2 separate regions of the Sus scrofa genome follow, and region 1 is linked to region 2. A link is a contact called in public HiChIP or PLAC-seq data. All regions are on one chromosome and are shown on one strand. The core of a region is the stretch at or near the end of the contact, and the rest is flanking DNA. Distances in the headings are between cores, read along the strand shown. Region 1 holds the start of SDC3 (syndecan-3). Region 2 holds the start of LAPTM5 (lysosomal-associated transmembrane protein 5).

Evidence for each region. HiChIP or PLAC-seq counts read pairs in DNA pulled down with a chosen protein or histone mark.
Region 1: a contact with region 2 is called in an H3K27ac HiChIP or PLAC-seq map of alveolar macrophages. The contact joins the promoter of SDC3 here to the promoter of LAPTM5 in region 2. A contact is called at or near these places in 2 of 2 datasets of contacts at active chromatin or transcription factors (alveolar macrophages and skeletal muscle).

The regions. Positions count from the first base shown.
Region 1 is chr6:87,534,390-87,537,391 of Sscrofa11.1, forward strand. It overlaps SDC3 (syndecan-3), which reads right to left and starts at 1,300. Exons shown (of 7, transcript XM_021097601.1): 1 at 1,110-1,300; 2 at 495-603. The coding sequence starts at 1,300.
Region 2 is chr6:87,388,557-87,391,620 of Sscrofa11.1, forward strand. LAPTM5 (lysosomal-associated transmembrane protein 5) reads right to left here and starts at 1,815. Exons shown (of 8, transcript XM_003356262.5): 1 at 1,596-1,815. The coding sequence starts at 1,682.

The DNA.
Region 1 (3,002 bases), core at 50-2,549, 150 kb after region 2:
TCTCTAAAAGATAGGTAAAGCCAGGCTGGCTGCCCTTTGGCAGAGATTTGGGGAGGAAGGGAAGGATACTTCCTGACTCTGAGCTTCAGCAATCTCTGGGAATTCTGAGGTCCCAGCCTCTGGGAATCCCATTCCCAAATCTGTAGGAATTCTGACCCATAGGCCCCTTGGGAAGATGGGTGGAGAGGGGCTGAGGGGGCTCAAGAGGTAGAGAGCTGGCTGAGGCAGCACAGCATGGAATTGAACAACTCTGGCTCTGGTTTGGGCAGATACTTGGGTTCAAATCTCAAGGCTGCCAGTTGAGAGCTGTGTGACCCTAGGTAAGTGAGTGTACCCCTCTGAGCCTCAGTTTTCCAACTGCAATGTGGAAATGACCACAGGGAGTTCATTTTGCTCGTTCATTCATTCGTCATCCAAAGATAAACTGAGTGCCTGTGTGTGCCAGGCCCAGTGCCAGATTGTGACAATCAAATGAGCTCTGCCTGCCACGGTACTGGAGGGTCAGTAAAGGTGGCTGGGATGATTCTTATAAAGTAAGGGACCTGGATGTAGGGACCATCACGTCCCAGACGGATTGCCACTGGCTCAGGGAACAAGCTGGCTCTGAGGAGCCCCCAAAGGACAGAACTGAGGCCAACAGGGTTTAGGTGCAGGTACAAGAAGCCAGATGTCAGCTCAGTGTAAGGAAGGGCTTTGGAGCAATTGGATGGCCACAGAAGGCATGAGGTCGTGAGTACTCTGTCTTGGCAGGTGTACAAGGCTCAGCGAACTAGCTATCAGGGCAGTTTCCTTGCTCAGTGTGGGCAGTGAGCACAGCCTCCTTCCCCTTTCAAGGTTCCTGCCAGTTCTGAGACCCCTGGAAGCAGCAGCCCTCCTCCCTGACATCCTGGGGAGAAGGGAAAGGGGAGGGTCTTTGGGCTGGGCAGGCCAGGAGCGCCACCTGCTGCTCCTCAGAGACACTGGTCCCAGCCCCAACTGAGCCAGGTTTCGTCTTGCTCCTGACCCCCTGTACCTGCTACCCCACCTGCTTTCCTTGGGCTTCAAAGCTGCACGCATTCACCACGTTCTAGCACACGCAGCTCCACGTGATCACCCTCCCCCACGCCTACCTGTGCCATGCAGTCACATCCCAGCATCTCAAGGTCTCCTTCACCTGCCAACACCATCCACATAGGCGTCCACCGCTGCCCCGCCCCAGGAGCAGAGGTCCCACGGCCCCCTGGGCCCCTCTGGGGAAATTTCCCGACTTCCTCAGGCAGGGCTGGTCCCACCCCTGCCAGCGCCCCTGGACAAGCCCCATCTTTGTCCTCCCCCGCTTTCAGTCTCTGCTATCTGTCACCACCTCCTCCCCGAAGTGGGAACACCTCAGTATCCCCACCAGAACTCAAGCAGAGCTGACTCTGTGCGGGGCACTGCTCCCCAAAATGCACTCTGACATTGTCCCCGCTTTACAGATGACAAGCCAAGACCCAGAGAAGTTAGGAAATGTGTCCGGGGTGAGGAGTGAGGCCAGCACACAGCGGGCATTCAGTTACCACCAGCTGTCTTTGTATTAGTCATGGACAAACTCTATCATTTCAATTTGAACTCACGCTATAGGAACTGAGTGGAAGACATACATTTAAACTAACGAACTCAAGAATTGAGAATGCATTGTCTGGGGGAACAGTACAAGGAGCATTATAAGGAATGTTCCAAAAGTGACAATGTGTTTCATATTATGGAAAATGAGAAGATGGGGATGACACAAGTGACAGTGTCCGCTGAGAGCTTTGTGGAAACCGAAGGTGGTGGCGATGAAAGAATTTAGAGAGAATGCTTCAGTGGGGGTAGCAATATAAAAATTACAGTCTGAAGAGAAGTGTCTGAAGAAAAAGGACCATAGGGTCAACTTGTTGTTTCTATGAACTTCCTGTACTTAAACAAAAATGGTTATATGGCAGAGTTCAGAGATCGCGAGTGTGTCAACAAAGTTTTCTTTCATAACAAACCTTTACATAGATACTAACAGAACACGCCGTTAAATCTCCTTTTCACCGTTTATTAAGCTCTGTTGATCCACTTGAGTTTGTGTTACCATTTAATTGGGATTTGCAATATGTGAATACCCATTTAATGCCACCTAAAATATACAGCGATGGAAGTGTATGGATTATATATGTTTATCTTAAGCCATTATTTTATTTAAAGGATATCTAATTTTCTCTTCTGTGTTTACTTAAATTGAAACAGTAAAATATCTCTAACGCCAAAGGAATTGAAAATATCTATTTCAGCTTTGCTAGTATGTCTATAAGAACATAAAGTGACAGTGCAACAGCCTTCCAGTGACATCTGCTAAACAACCAAATTCTTCCTGTAGTAAATATAAAAGGAGAAAGTATTTCTGTTCGTAAAACAGAAGAAAAATGAATTATCTGGAATTATTATTATTTTTACAAAAGTAAAACATGAGATTTAAAGTCAGAAATTGGATGGATTTAAATTGTTAACTGTGACAGTATAACTAATTGAAGAAGAATCTTGACGATATTGACACATCAAGAAGTATAAATTATTGCCAAAGCATGCTGCCAATTTTCCTTCTCTATGATCCCCAATCCTACAAAAGTTTAAGAGAACATAGCTTTAAGAATTTTTTTAAAAAATTTCTTACACCAGGAGGTGCTGAAGATAAACAATGCAAATATAAGGCTAAAGAAAGTTGGAGAAAAGAACAAAAGATATACTTCATTAAAATTTTTAAAATGAAAGAAAAGTACCAGTTATTCTGTAAAACTGAACAAAAGGAAAGAGACATAGAAGTCATATTTATAAGAGCAAGCAAGATTTAAAAAAAAAAAGATAGAAAAAAATGAATAACACAGGTTTTAAAAAGTTTATAAAGAAATTAAAATAAATTATTTGAAAAATTCTAAAATAAAAAATTATTCATAAAATACATATTAGCTAAATTAATCAATTAATACCAGATAGATGTATGACATGGGTCAATGATTAGT
Region 2 (3,064 bases), core at 565-3,064:
CAAAAAATAAAAAATAAATAAAAAAGAAAGACAGAGGCCCAAGGGAGCCTCTTGTACAAAGTCACATAGGCAGTTAATGGCACAACCACAATAGGGACCCAGGGGCCCGCATCCTATGGGGACACCCCTGCTTGCTACCCTGCACTTCCAAAAATGTTACACAAGCTTGAAGAGGCCCCAGGGACAGCCAAGAGCCTGGGCACAGCCAAGGTGCCATTTACGTCTTCCGGGATCATTCTTGCACTGGCAGAAGTTAAACAGAGCAACCTCTGAGCTCCGCCCCAAACCAGGGCCCTGAGGTCTGACAGCTGACTTACAGGTGTGCTGGCAGCAGGCTCCGCGTCTGGGGCAGTCCTAGTAATAAAATACTCAACTACCTGTCAAGCTCTGCTACGTGCCTTGCATATATTTACTCCCTTGATCCTCACAGTGACCAAAGATGCATTATTAGTCTCGGGCCCATTTTTTTAGATGACAAACTGACATTCAGAGAGGTTAAGTAAGCAGCCAGAGGCTGCACAGCTAGGAAGGGATGAGGCCAGGATTTGGCACACAGGAATCTAGATCCAGAGACTGTGCACTGAGCCCTGAATAGCCCCAGCCCTCTGCAGGCTGGGGTCTAGCCACAGCCCTGCCTGCTCAGCCTGTGACAGGAAGCAGATGCAGCCAGGTCTGAGCAGTTTACAACAGCCCACCGAAGCAGGCCGGATTTAGGCTAATTTTGAGGAAGCCCTTCCAGGCTCATAAAAGAACTGTTAACCACAGGCCCTGAGTCACCCTGGGAGGGAGGCACAGGGTTGGGGGCTGGGGAGCAGGGGAACTGGGTGTGGCTCGAAGTCATGGAGTGGGGGATGGGTCTGGGCAAAGCAGAACAGAGACCCCAACCTTCAGGCACCAAGACAAAGGGGGAGCCTCCAGCCCCAGGGTCATTCTGAGTTAATGACACAGACTCCAAACCTGCCTGTGCACACCAGCCTCCAAAAGAGACCCGCTGGGCCCATTCCCCTAGGCTGGCCCCCCAGGACCTCGGGCCCGTCAAGTCACCCTGCTCGTCCATGCAAGATGGAGCTGTCTTTGGTGGGGAGGAGGCTTGTCCCAGAAGCTGGAAGCCGAGAGGACTCTGCCCTCTCCCGCCTCTCTAGAAGCACAAAGGGGAGAGTCCTTCTCGTCCCTTCCAGCAGCCCAGGCCCCAGGGGAAGGGGGGAAGCCAGGGCCTGTGACCTGACCCCATATCCTGGCTACGATCCCAGCCTGCGTTTCTCCCAAGATTTCTGGCTCCCAAAGCACTTTCACATCTGCTGCTCCGTCTGTACCTGGAAGACTTCACAGCTGTCCCTTTGCACCGAGGCCCAAACGGAGCCTCAGAGAGGACCCGAACTTGCATTCATTCGCTTAGAATAAGGACCCCCTCCTCCCGCCGCTGCTCGCTTCGCCCGCTGCCGCTGGGCCCCCTTCCCTCTTCTGACAGAGTGGGAGGCCGAGGCCCAGAGCTGGGAAGGGCTTTGTCCAGGGTTCCACGAAGAGGGGGTCCTCCCATTGGAGGGGTGCTGCTCTCACAAGCACACCGGCTGTCCCCCAGCTGCCCACACACTCACCACATGGTAGACGGCCAGAGCAGTGGTGGCGATGCGGACATTGAAGCAGCAGCAGGTCTGGCGGGTGGCGGCCGTGCGGGTGCTCATGGTGCCACCTCCCCTCCTCGAGGCGCTGGCAGGGAAGGAGTTGGGCGCCTGGAGCAGGGCAGAAAAGGGGAAGCCGCCGGCTGCCTTCCTCACTTCCTTCCTGCCCTTCAGACAGGCAGGGGCAAAGGCGTCACAGCTGGGGCGGGGCAGCAGGGAAGGGCCCCATCGAGCATGACAGGCGGCCCCTGCCACTTTGGGGAGGGGCTCCACCAGGGAGGGCAGACCCTCGCACCATCAGTGCCTACCACGTGCCAGGGCTGGCGGGTAAGGGGTTATATACAGGACACTCACCACCATCCTTGGAAGCAGGGACTGTCACCAATCCCACATCCAGCCAGAGACACAGAGGTCCAGAGAGGTCAAGGTATTCACCCCAAATCACACAGCAGTTAGCGTGGGCGGGCAGGATTCCAACCCAGGCCTGTCGGGCTACAAAAGCTATTGTCTAGTAGTTCCTCTGTGTTCTAAGGCTGTTCCCGGATGCGCTCCTCGATCCTTTGAGGGAGGTACTGTTATTATTCCTGTTTTACAGATGAAGAAACTAGGGCACAGAGGGGGAAAGTGATTTGTCTGAAGTCACACAGCTAACCCGAAGAGGAATAGGGATTTAAGCCGAGGCTTGACTGGTGCTAGAAGCTGCCCCCTCAGGGCTGGTGTTTTCACGCTACCCCCAGCCTTGGAGAGAAGCATGTCTTCCTAAACTCTGTCCGAACCAGGACAAGAATAATTGCTGAGCAAACCCATCAACTATTGGTCAGGCCCTGGGCTAGGCTCTTCCCACTGCTGGGTCACTGATGCCTCACAGTAACCTGGGAGACCTGCAGTCAAGCCCTCCTTTGTGAGCCTCGAGGCCCCCTACTGCTCCTGCGCAATCAGGGATTTCCCCCCTCACTCTTAGGAGAAGCTGGAATTAATCTACTGTGACTACTAAGCAATCTACCCTGGGATGTATACTCCCTTCTCCCACGAGAAGTTATCCATCCACACTGCAATAAAGGAAGGGAGCATGAGGCATTTGCAGAATTCCCATCAGAAGCCTGTTCTGTCTAGACACTGAGCTCACTTGCTAAGTGAAACGTCCAGTGGAGAACACAGCCGGACCTGCCGTGAAGTCCCACCCTCTCATGAGCTCATGCAGTTAGGATTGGCCACTATAGCTGCCCATCATCTCTGCACCAGGAGAGGTTATAAAAGTTCTCTAAGCTCCTCTCCTTGGCAGGAGTTTCTCTGTGGGACCTACAAAATGTGGTTGGGGGACTTGATCAAAACTTTTTCTGTTTGCCAATGACACCAAGAGGTCTCTACAAGCCTGGGGCTCCTGGGTGACCTGGCTAAGCCCTTCCCTGCTTCATTTTCAAGCCTGTCTTTTTCTTTTTCTTTTT